Linked DNA regions of Mus musculus: region 1 is linked to region 2. The links are chromatin contacts, called in public promoter capture Hi-C maps. All regions are on one chromosome and are shown on one strand. Each heading gives the region's core, a stretch centred on a gene start, on an enhancer-like site or on the middle of the called end of the contact. The rest is flanking DNA. Distances are from core to core; before and after follow the strand shown.

The links. Capture Hi-C pulls out chosen DNA fragments and counts their contacts.
Region 1: a promoter capture Hi-C map of liver shows a contact between it and region 2, with 2.9 times the contacts expected there. The contact joins the promoter of Nkx2-5 here to the promoter of Lmf1 in region 2.

The regions. Positions count from the first base shown.
Region 1 is chr17:26,837,485-26,843,567 of GRCm38.p6, reverse strand. It overlaps Nkx2-5 (NK2 homeobox 5), which reads left to right and starts at 2,003. Exons shown (of 2, transcript NM_008700.2): 1 at 2,003-2,543; 2 at 3,921-4,903. The coding sequence starts at 2,213. The coding sequence ends at 4,546.
Region 2 is chr17:25,576,243-25,582,501 of GRCm38.p6, reverse strand. Lmf1 (lipase maturation factor 1) reads right to left here and starts at 3,328. Exons shown (of 11, transcript NM_029624.4): 1 at 3,123-3,328. The coding sequence starts at 3,315.

The DNA of each region.
Region 1 (6,083 bases), core at 754-3,253, 1.3 Mb before region 2:
CCAATATAGCTCCCCCAATTAAACGGTAATATTTCAGGCGTCAGCTCACACTAATCTTTCAAACTGTCATCGCGATCCGCAGGGCCAGCCGATTCACTTAACAGGACTCCCAGGACCCTCGCCCGAAGCTGTTTTCAGCAAGACATTTAATTGAATCGGATGTGGCTCGTTTGCCAGACGTCACCGCCTGGGTGATAGACATCCGTCCAACCCACACAAACCAATCTTCAATCTCGGGAGGGTCCCAAGCTAGGTTGGCTCAGAACAGTAACTGTAATGTAACCAGAAATTGTGGCAAGGGAGGAAAACAAAACAAAACAAAACAAAACAAAACAAAACAACAAAAGCGAAAAAAGGCAAAGGCTTTGGACTGCTTGGAGAGGGACACAGCGGAAGACAAAGAGCACCAGCTTTAGGATGCTCTGTGGTCCCTGGGTTGAGATCTCACTATGGCTCCCAAGTCTGGTGCTGACCACTGGAGCCTGGAATTGGGCTTCACAGTCTGCCTGGAGCTGGGTCTCCTTCTCCCTTAGTTGAAGACAACCCAAGGCCTTGGGAGTTTGGGTTTGAGGAAAAGCAGGAAGGAACACAAATCAGGCCTTTGCTGGCTTCACTATGGCCCAGATGGTTGCCAGCGCCCAATGGCCCACACTGCCCTGCCAGGAGGGACAGTTCACACTCTGCACTCACAAAAGTTTTGATCTCTGGACTTTGGGTTCATGACTTAAGAGTGACTTGTTTAGCTAACCTTTGACCCTACACTCACACTCCGTTTCTATTCCAAAAGCCTCTCCTCTGGTGGCCAACTCGTCCTTCATATCTGTGTGCCTTCTGACTCACAGATCTGTTCACTCTGGGAATCCTTATATCCGAAAACAGGTGATGGACCCTCACCACATGAATTTTCAAGGGCACATCCCCTTTGCAAATCGGTGTGGTGAGCCCAAGCTCTCCCAGAGGTTAGCCTTACCATATACCTTCGGTGGGGGAGGTTTTGCCTGGAATCGATGTGCCTTCTCTTTTTGAGATTACAGCAGGAAAAAGTCCCACTCTGTTGGGTCTGGGAGGGCCCAAGTGTTCCTTAGATCCAGACAGTTGTCTTAGTACAGAACCTGGGTTCCTTAAACCCTGACAGTTTTCAGACAGAAGCAGCACTGGACTGAAAATGTCCCTCCACCTGCCTGATCTGTCCTCTGCCCCGTGGAGTAGAAGCCCAGGAAGGCCCTGGAGGATCGGGCTAGAAAGGGTCTGGGACTTTTGTGGTGGCCTAGGAGGGTGAAAAATGAAGCAGCTTGGGCTTCAGGAGAATCCAGGCAGACAACCCAGAAGGCAGCTCTCCTCCAGGAAGAGTCAATTCCCCAACAATGCTTCCTTCTCTCTGGAGAGGTGCCTGGCCCCACCGCTTAGTCTGAAGCAGGTGGCCACTCCCACCCCACAATTAGCCACTTCACCTTTCCATTCAGCTCAGAACCCCTTGGGGCCCCTCTGGGTTCCTGGGTTGAATTTGGTCCTGTAGGTCAAATTAACTACCGCTCCCCAATCCAATTCTTAAACTCATGTGTTAAACTCAGTGTTCGTCCCAGAACAACTGTCTTCTCTGTGATTCTCTTTCTATGCAGGCTACTCTTAGGCAGACTTCAGTAAACAATATTGTAGTCATAGTCTTGATCCCTGAAAATAACCCCCCTCTTCTGGCTTTCAATCCATCCTCACCAGCCCATTTAGTGATACAGGACACAGTGCAAAGAATATTTATTCAAATCCTCGACCCACCCCCAACCCTGCGTTTAGACTCAGCATAACAGAATCAGGTATTTTCTTTGAGTGTGTCTGGCTGGGATTTTCAGGCTAACGAGGAGCAATCTCCTTGCAGGAGTGGGAGACTATCCCAAATGTGTCGCGGCCCCTTTAAAAAAAGCTGAGCAGGATTTTTTTTTCCCATCCCTATGTCTATATTAGGTGACGCAGAACTGCCCGTCGCTCCTGTCATCCAGGCCCCTGGCCCAATGGCAGGCTGAATCCCCCCTACTCCAGCCTGCTCCCGCCTCTTCTGCCCCTGGTGCTCCGCGCTACCTGCTGCCGCGCGCCACATCCAGGGCAGAGAGGCGGGTGCGCGGGCGGGCGGCGGGCACCATGCGGGGAGGCTGTCCCCAGGGGTGGGCAGCACCACTCTCTGCTACCCACCTGGCGCTGTGAAACCTGCGTCGCCACCATGTTCCCCAGCCCTGCGCTCACACCCACGCCTTTCTCAGTCAAAGACATCCTGAACCTGGAGCAGCAGCAGCGTAGCCTGGCGTCTGGGGACCTGTCTGCGCGCCTCGAGGCCACCCTGGCCCCTGCCTCCTGCATGCTGGCCGCCTTCAAGCCCGAGGCCTACTCTGGCCCCGAGGCGGCAGCGTCCGGCCTGGCAGAGCTGCGCGCGGAGATGGGCCCCGCGCCTTCGCCCCCCAAGTGCTCTCCTGCTTTCCCAGCCGCCCCCACATTTTACCCGGGAGCCTACGGTGACCCTGACCCAGCCAAAGACCCTCGGGCGGATAAAAAAGGTAAGGAGAACCTCAAGCTCTTCCCTTCTGGAATCGCTTTCATGTCCAAAACCCTGAGCCAAGAAACCCAGGCCTGACAGTAGCTCAGTCCGGGGTGAAGGCTGGGCGCGGGGAGTTTGGAGTATAAGATTCCAGGCTGTCCCGCAGTCAGTCCGAAGTTTAGAGGGAACGCCGAATTTAGAGGGTCAGGAAAAAAGAAGGGAGAGAGAGAGAGGGAGAGAGTGAGAGAGTGAGAGTGAGAGAGAGAGAGAGAGAGAGAGAGAAGATTAAAATGTTGTTTTCGGCCTACAAAACCCCAGTAGGTTAGGGCCTTGTTCTTGGATCTGTTACAAAGTTAAGCTATCTAACAATCCGCGTTAGAACAAATCTTCGTACTGGAGAGTTAAAATCTCTTCCAGATTTGGGGGTACTTTGAGACACTGAGAACTGCTAAACCGAAAGCTTAGCCCCGTGTATCCTGGGCCTTGTGTAGCCCACCCTGCCTTTCTGGGCCTTGCCTCCTTTGTGCCAAAAGAGAGGAGTCTGGGGACCGGGTTGTGATTTTGAGATGCGATGCTGCGGATCCCAGGAGCTGGGGTTGGCTTTGTTTTTCTAGTACAATCTCCAGGCAGGATCAGGCAGAAATTCCTTTCTGGGAACTGTTGGGAAATACGGAACGAATAAAGACACTGAGAAGTGAAGAGCAGGCTTCCGAAGGTGGCCGAATACCAAATATCTCAGAGTAGGGAGAGGGGCTCCTGGCCAGCTCACAGAAGGAGCAGGGAAGTCCCAGGCCCAGATCCTGTGCTGAGTAAAGCCAGAGAGGCCCAATGGTTTCTGCGAGTTAGAGGACGTTCCTAGGTTTTCCCTGGGAGCAGAGAGAAGGTCCAGGAACATTGGAGAAGGACTGGAGGAGGATTAGAACTTATTGCTACCAACCGGAATCCCGCAGGGCTGGTGTAGAGGCCTCTGTCCTCCTCCGGGTACTGGGAAGTCCAGAAGCCATGCCAACATCAGCTGACCACCCGAGGGACAAACCGGAGTATTCCTAATGTAATTCACTCCGAGCATCCTCATGACTTTATTTTCTTTGCAGCCAGAAAAGCTAAAGCTAAATCCCAGACTGTTAAGAGAACGCTAACTATCCGGGGAAGAGGTCTGGGATAGGGCGCCCGAGATTTCTCTTGTTTTGTTTTGTCCAAGCCACTTAGGCATTTCCCAGATGCGCAATTGCGCCAACATCGAACCGAGCGAGCCCGTGCACTCGGCGATTAGCTTAAGCGGAGCTGGGTGTCCGGCATAGGACCAGAGTGATACTCCCTGCCACCCCTACAAGGGCCCTGAGGTCCCCGGCCCGCCGCTCTAACCCGCCACCTCTCTGCCTCTCTTCCCCTTCAGAGCTGTGCGCGCTGCAGAAGGCAGTGGAGCTGGACAAAGCCGAGACGGATGGCGCCGAGAGACCACGCGCACGGCGGCGACGGAAGCCACGCGTGCTCTTCTCGCAGGCGCAGGTCTACGAGCTGGAGCGGCGCTTCAAGCAACAGCGGTACCTGTCGGCGCCAGAGCGCGACCAGCTGGCCAGCGTGCTGAAGCTCACGTCCACGCAGGTCAAGATCTGGTTCCAGAACCGTCGCTACAAGTGCAAGCGACAGCGGCAGGACCAGACTCTGGAGCTTCTGGGGCCGCCGCCGCCGCCCGCGCGCAGGATCGCGGTGCCCGTGCTGGTGCGCGACGGGAAGCCCTGCCTGGGGGACCCCGCGGCCTACGCTCCCGCCTACGGCGTGGGTCTCAATGCCTATGGCTACAACGCCTACCCCTACCCCAGCTACGGCGGCGCGGCCTGCAGTCCCGGCTACAGCTGCGCCGCCTACCCCGCTGCGCCCCCCGCCGCGCAGCCCCCCGCCGCCTCCGCCAACAGCAACTTCGTGAACTTTGGCGTCGGGGACTTGAACACCGTGCAGAGTCCCGGGATGCCGCAGGGCAATTCGGGCGTCTCCACGCTGCACGGCATCCGAGCCTGGTAGGGAAAGAGCCCGTTTGGGGCGCCCCGGAACGACTCCCACCTTTAGGAGAAGGGCGATGACTCCGGGGATGGGAAAGCTCCCACTATGCCCTGTCCCTCAGATTTCACACCCACCCTCGCGCAGGCCTGGGACCTTTCTCCGATCCATCCCACTTTATTGACGTAGCCTGGTGTCTCGGACCTGGCAGAGCCCTTCCAGGGTCACGGGCACTTTCGACGGATTCCACACTAGGACCGGGAGCCTGGGCCGGGCGCCCGGGCCCTGGTTGTCTTGCCGTCGCCCACCCACCCGTATTTATGTTTTTACCTGTTGTAAGAAATGAGAACCCTCTTCCCATTAAAGTGAGTGCGCTAACGCACGCGGGCTTCTTTTAGGATTTCTGAGCGAGCGCAGAGGCCCCTCCAGGTCACAGGCATAGTTCACATTAATAGAACCTGCACTCATAAAAGCTGAGGCACCCCGCACCCCTCGTTAGGTGTTTTCTGAAGTCCTCCGTTCCCCCCCCCCCCCCCGAGGGCGGCCTTTTTTTTTTTTCCAAGGTTACCCGCGGAGGGCGTGAGGGGTTTTATGACTTGCTTGTGAGCTAATGGGTGTAGAAGGAAGTTCAGCGTCTTCTCGCACCAGAGAAGGAGTAAAAGCTGATCCTAGAGCGCCCATCCTCAGGCCAACTTGATTCACTGTTGCTGGGCGTTGAGGGGAGAGCAGCACCCTAAGTCGTCTGCTTAACGCCACAGCTCTTTTACCGACGGAAGAGCCAAGGGCCCTTGTCCAGCTTCCCTGAGACTCTGCCCCTCATTGGAAGCCCCTGGAGTCCTTTGCCTGTTTTCAGCTAAGCACAGAGGCCAAACCTAAACCGGATGGGAGATGGTGCTCACATTTATCTCAGGGTAGGGTGGGGTGGGGTGGGGGGGACTGTGAGAGTCCATGTGTGAGTTATGGGGCGATTCTCCAACCTGACTGGCATCTCTCGGTATGGCAGTAATTTGACTGTAGTTAACACAGCTTCGATTGACCAACATAATCGCTCTGCAGGTTTTACAGATGAGAGAACAGGTTTGATAAAATGGGGGCTTGTAGTTGTGGGGATTTCTTACTGGGTGTCCCAAGTTTTTCTACTTCAGCGTCTCTAACCCCAGTACTCAGGGCTGGATAACTAACCTCCGCTTGTGGATACTGGCTTTGTCTTCTTCGCTGCTCTGGAGCAGTGGCTAGGTCACAAAGTCGGTAGGGCCAGCAGCAACCCTATAAGCAGTCACGACATTGCTGTGGAGTTTAGGTCCTGAGCTCTGCAGTGAGCCCCTGAAGCCCGGCTTAGTGAGGCTGGGTCAGCACTTTGCAGCAGTGGAAACCAGCTTGCTAGTGTCACCTCCTAACCCCCACAGTGGAGGAGAAGGCCGTAGGTGCTGCCATTTAGGGTCCTTGGGGAAATGCAGAAGGTAAAGATGCAGTTGCATGCAAATAGTTGCCCATGCCAGGGTTTTGGGCTGGGCCGTGTGAAGAAAGAGAAAAGTGTGCCTCACCCCAACTCTCATGCACC
Region 2 (6,259 bases), core at 2,079-4,578:
ACTACCCCACGCTCCGGACACTGCGGTCCCCCAGCTGAGGCTGGGAAGTCCTGTGCCGTGCGTATTCATGTCCAGAGCCCAGCCCTTCCCAAGAGCAGCAGTAGCCAGATCGTATCAGTTGCCCAGTGTCCCCTCTCCAGCCTCCTGGGTGTTCCTTGGGCTTCAAGAAAGACATTGTCCAGGAACAAGCCTGGTGCCTAAAATACACAGGCCCTGGGTGTTGTCAATAGACAGCAGAGCTAAAGCCAAGGGCTTGTCACTCACCGCCGTTCGCTTACTAAGCCAACCCCTGAATGCATTCTCTCCTTTGTCAGTAACAGTGGTGTCACTGGACACGTGCACAGCATGAACAAGGTGCACGGCAGTTGATACACAGGGTGAGCATTCTCAGGGGCTAGAGGCCAGGTATCAGGGTGATGAGTGAATCTTTACTTCAAGCGGATGGGGCAATCCCTACAGGAAAACCACTCTCAAGAACTGGCATGCCCTGGCTTCCATGGCTTCCCTGTGGTAGCCGCTCTGGGAGATGAAGCCATGCGCACTTGCCCTGTGGGGAGCTCGCCCTTGCCATCTGGGTGCAACCTGGGACTGCTGTGATCGGAGTCACACAACACCAGGTGGAGTGTGCAAGCCTGAAGCTAAGAGGCAGGCTCTGGGGCTGGCTTTGAGGACTCACTGGCGACCACACAGCACTGTTACTCATCCACAGTCTTCTGACCCGACACCTTCCTTAAAGTCATTATTTATCTTTGACAGGACCTTGCTATTATGTAGCTCAGGCTGGGCTCAAACTCCAGACTCCCTGCCTCTGCCTTTCAAGTGCAAAGATTATAGGCAACAGGTGCTTTGGACGTATGTATTGTGCTTAAGGAAAGACCTGTAGATCCCATGCTCCTAAGAGGGGTAGCCTCAGAATGCACTGGACTGTATTTAATTACAAGTCTTTCTATAGTAGAAGCAGTGCCAATTCAACATTCAGGTGAACTAGCTGGACAAGTATTATTTTGAAGGGATCTCAGAGAATAGCTCATGGTCCAGTGAGGTCCAGAGCCTTTTAGAAGAAACTACATCTGGGACTGCTGGTTATCCAGCAGCCAGGAATCATGAAACCATGATACAGGAAGATGGGATAAGGAAGCAATAAGGAAGCAAAGCACATTGCACACACACATTGCCCACACACACTAAGCAGCCACTGGAAATATCTGCCTGAGTGAGGAGCTCACAGCCTTTTTGTTTTGTTTTGTTTTGTTGAAACAAGACAGGGTTTCTCTGTATAGCCCTGGCTGTCCTGGAATTCACTCTGTAGACCAGGTTGGCCTCGAACTCAGAAATCCACCTGCCTCTGCCTCCCGAGTGCTGGGATTAAAGGCGTGCACCACCACACCCGGCCTGAGCTCACAGCCTTTTGTGTCAAGCTGAAATGCTAGATCCTATACTGACCAAAGGTGACATTGCCCACCCGAGAGCCCAAGAGCCTATCTGCCAAGTGTCTTCAGCACAAAGCCACCAGGTGCCACTGTACCTTCCAATTCTATCCCTCCTGTAGATTCCCTTCATCTTGCTCTGAGTGTGTCAGTACCAACGTTCCCAGAATTCCTTAGTATTGCATGGGATAAAACAGCACAAGCCTAGATAGTTTTTTCCACCCGCTTTAGAGAGAATAAGTGGAAACTCAGGCAGGCAAACACACGGGACCGTTTGGTTAAGAACTCCAGTTCTCCAATGCACCCGGAAGTAGCCAGTCCGTCACACAAAAATGCACATGAGCCTGACTCTCCACATGAGAGCCACATGGACACAGCCCAAAGTCTAAGATGACTCTTCTGAAAGATGCCGAAGGTACACCATGCACGAGCCTGGCATGTCCTGGGCCCTGGGGCTTACTTAGCACTCAGTTTTGCCTTCCTTACTAAAAGGCTGGGCCATGGCCACCAGTGTCCACATAGTCACTGGGCCACCCCCTAGGTATTAGGAATTAGGGTGAGGATTTGGAACCCACAGTTACTCCCACCAGACAGATGTCCACAGGTTTTAAGCCTGAGCTCCGTCTCATGGCCACAGGCAGGGCAGGCCCAGTGTGAGTAGACAGGCGCTCAGCCTCAGCTGGGGGTTCAGGTGTCACTATAGTGAGTTGTTTGGAACTGGTTCTATATGACATCTCCTGGCCCACTACTGTGGGTAGCAATAACAGGCCAGGAGCTGAGGGGACATCAGTGCCCAGTGTAGTGGTCCACACCTTTAATCCCAGCACTCTGGAGGCAGAGGCAGGCAGATCTCTGTGAGGAGTTCAAGACCAGCCTGGTCTACAGAACAAGTTCCAGGGCAGCCAGGACTATGCAGAGCAACCCTGTTTTAAAAAACAAACAAACAGTAACCAAACCAACAACAACAAAAACCAAAACCAAAAAGCGGTGTGTATGGGGGACACCAGCCTGCCTGCCTGCCAGTACCTTTGATTCCGCTTTTCCTGAAGTGAAGGAGGCTAAGACTCTTTAGGCTCAGGTAGGTATGGGATGCTGCAGTGGACTGTAAAGGTCTGCAGAGCCTAAGCAGAACCTTGGAGTCCTTCCAGAGCTGACCTGGTTGAACCTCACTTCTTGCCTACCAGTGAAATCTGGCTAGATCCTTGGGCCCTCTGCCGGGTGCCCTTCCAAGCAGGTCAGGTTGGAGCTGTTGCACAACCTTTGGGTCCAGTGGGGGACCCACTGAGAGAAGGCAAAAGGGGCGAGGCTAGGTCTAAGTTGCAGGCTAAAGACCGTCATCTCCCCTAGGGCTTCGGAACAGGAATAGAATTAGCATCGTCTCGCCATTCCCAGGGTGCAGGCAGAGGGAGTGCATGGGGACTGCCTTCGCCTCTTACACGTGCTAAGTGGGGCTGTGGAGAGGCAGGGGTTGGGGTGGGGTCCCAGGAACACGCCGAGGAGGGACCTGACATAAAGTTTAAGCAGCCACTGAGTGGGAGGTGAGAAGGCGGGGTCCGGAAGCTCACAGAAGGGCAGAATGGTTTTAGTGCAGGATCCTTGAAGCCTATAGAGGGACAAACGGGAGTCCGGAAGCAATTAGGGTTTGGGACCAGGTCACAGGATGCCGGCAACAGCCCGCTCCCACCGGACACTCACAGTAAATGAAAGCGAGGGCCCGCAGGAGCACGATTCTAGTCAGCCAGAAGGTGCCCGTGTGCAGCCGAGCTGGAGAATCTGCGGGATCTCTAGCCAGAGAAGGTTGCGACGCTGGACTGTGCTCCGCACCCCCGACCTTCCGTTTTCTCAGCGACCCCTCGGGCGCAGCCATTACTAGGCTGTCTGGGCGCATGAGCACAAAGGGCGGTGCGCGCGGAGGCCACGCCCACAAGCCCGAAAGCCACACAAGCTCCCCTGGATGACACGCGGACCTCTTGCAGCCAAGGCCCACGCGCCACGCCCTCTCTGGGCGGTCTCTCCTAGCGGTGGGCGTCTCCGTGGTGGCTTCAGTATTTGCAGAGAGTGAAGCGACAGGGGAAGGAGCTAGTGACGGCAGGCCGTGTCCTGGGTGCGAATGTGCAGGGAAGGCCAGGCCTGTGGCCGTGGCAGAGCAGGGTTTTCATCCTGTATTCCTCTGCTGCCCGCTGCCCAGGAAGGCGCAGATTATACTATAGGACAACTGACAGGAAGAAACCTGAAATTTGCCCTGGAACCTCCTGCTTTCTCTTCTTCCTAAATCTCCTTGTCTGTGGTCCCCAGAGACCTCAGTATACAGGTGGCACCTCTATGAAGATCTAGGACCGTGTTCAAGCTATTTATGGGGCCACTGGACCATCAAGGACTCAGATTTACCCACCAGTAGCATGCGCAGAATCCCAAGGAGACACACCTTAAATGCTGCTTTTATATTTGACTTTATATTTAATAGCTCAGACTGGCCTTGAGCTATAAAGCCCAGAATGACAGCAAAGAAATTGTCCTCATGAGCTGCCTCCCTCGATGCTGGTATTACATGCCACTTGCCTGATAGCAATTCTGCTTTTTCGTGTTAGGTGCCACTCCAGCACTGCCCACAAATGATACTAGAAAGGCGTTCTGCAGCAGAGAAAAGGAGGGTCACTGGTTGTTGTTTGTTTGTTTGTTTGTTTGTTTTTTAACAACTTATCCTTAGCATCTCCTTTTTGTGATTGCTGCTTTGACATATAAGTTACCAATGCTGCATGGTTAAACATGGCATCAACAGCCAGAGTGGTTATAATGCCAACTACAGGGCTCTCTGGAACAAGGGTTTTTTTCCATCCATCTTTCAGAGCTTTCTATGTATTAAAGATCTTGTGCCTTTCTGAATTATCACTGGTTGGTTTTTTTTTTTTTTTTTTTTTGCAACTTATCCTTAGCATCTCCTTTTTGTGATTGCTGCTTTGACATATAAATGACCAATGCTTGCATGGTTAAACAACCCATTAATATTTATACCTCTACACCAGCAGTGAGCCTTTTGTGGGTAAGGACTGGTGTGCTGTTGCTGGGACTCTTCCCGGCCTCCAGGCTTCCTGATACTAGAGTGCTAGCATAGAAATACAGCCTACAACGTGCTTTGGGTATTTTTTTTTTAAGTTTCCTTTTCTTTTTCTTCAGAAGCACTCCCTTGGGAGCCCAGCTGAGAGTATGCCCCATTACAGATGTTGTGATAGGTAATACAAATACTTCCCACCTGCCAGGCTTCCTACAGGCCAGCATCTGCCCAAGGTCTCAAGAATTTAGAGACTGAAGGAACTGTGTATCCTGCATCCAGATCTTTCAGTAGGAACCCTTAGCCCTGCCTCTCCTCACTGGCATATGCCAGGCATGGGATGGGCCAGCAGAGACCTTTGGGGGGGGCAGCTTTAGTCGGCACAACTTCCTCAAATTATTTCTGGAAGCCAGAGCTATGCAGGGAATAGAAGGAGAGGAAGGACCGCTCTGCCATCAGGTGTGACCCTGGGTGCTGTGGCTCAGGTGGGGACCATCCTCACAAAGAGCCCTTTGTCCTCAGCTTCCCCTTGCAGTGGTAACATTGTCCTCCCTGCAGAAGGGCACAATGGGGCATTGTGAAGAGCATAAAGTGGACCTCTTGTTCCAGCATCCAGCGCCCAGCTGGGGCTGGGACTCAGCTCTAGCGTCCCTCTTGGATTTGCCCACGGTGGGCGAGGACAGCAGAAGGGGTCTGCAGGAAATTTGGGTCCTCAGTGGCTGGAGGTTCTTGCCCCTGGCCTGCCTTTCTGGGATGCCATCTGGAACCAGCTTTCAAGCAGGTCACACAGGGCAGGGTTGAGCCAAGAAGAGGTTATCGTGCTTGCCTGTTTCTGCCCGAGTTTAATACAAAGTACAGTGGGAAGCTGGGTATGGTGGTGCATACCTGTGATCCCAGTACTGGTGGTGCTGAAGCAAGTTTGAGCTGAAACACACTGGAGTGTCGCTCACCCATAAGAAGTGATAAAGCCGAACATGCTATATAGTATGGATGAACCTCAGGCTGAGATGAGCCTGATACATTGTAGGATAACATGCTATAGATGGATGAACCCTAAGACCTCCAGCTGAGATGAGCCTGATACATTGTAGGATAACATGCTATAGTATGGATGAACCCTAAGACCTCCAGCTGAGATGAGCCTGATACATTGTAGAATAACATGCTATAGTATGGATGAACCCTAAGACCTCCAGCTGAGATGAGCCTGATACATTGTAGGATAACATGCTATAGTATGGATGAACCCTAAGACCTCAGGCTGAGATGAGCCTGATACATTGTAGGATACTTTTTTTTAAAGGCACTTCCATTAGGAAAGACGGATTTGTGGTTTCCAGGGGTGAGTAAGAAAGAAGGGGATATGAAGCTTCCTTCAAGAATGTGGTGAAGCTAGATGGCTAAGTGACCATGCTGAGACCCTGCATGCTGCTGAATCCTTTGGCTTATGTGAATCGTGAATCCCTGACACCCCCCTTTTTTTTGAGACATCTTACTATGTAGCTCAGGATGGCCTTGAACTTGAAGCCATCCTCTTGCCTTTGTCTTATAAGTATTAGGATTACAGATGTGTATCATCATGCCTGGTTTTATCACAATGTTAAAAAAATGTAGATTAAAAACTATGAGTCCCTTAAGTTGAATGTTTTACAATTATCTAGAAGGAAGGCATCCCTTATACTAGTCAGAGCAAGCTGTGGCTTATACCACGTGTGTGTGTGTGTGTGTGTGTACATGTATTGAACATCTGGTAGTTGAGCTGTTACATTCAGCTGTGGTTCAC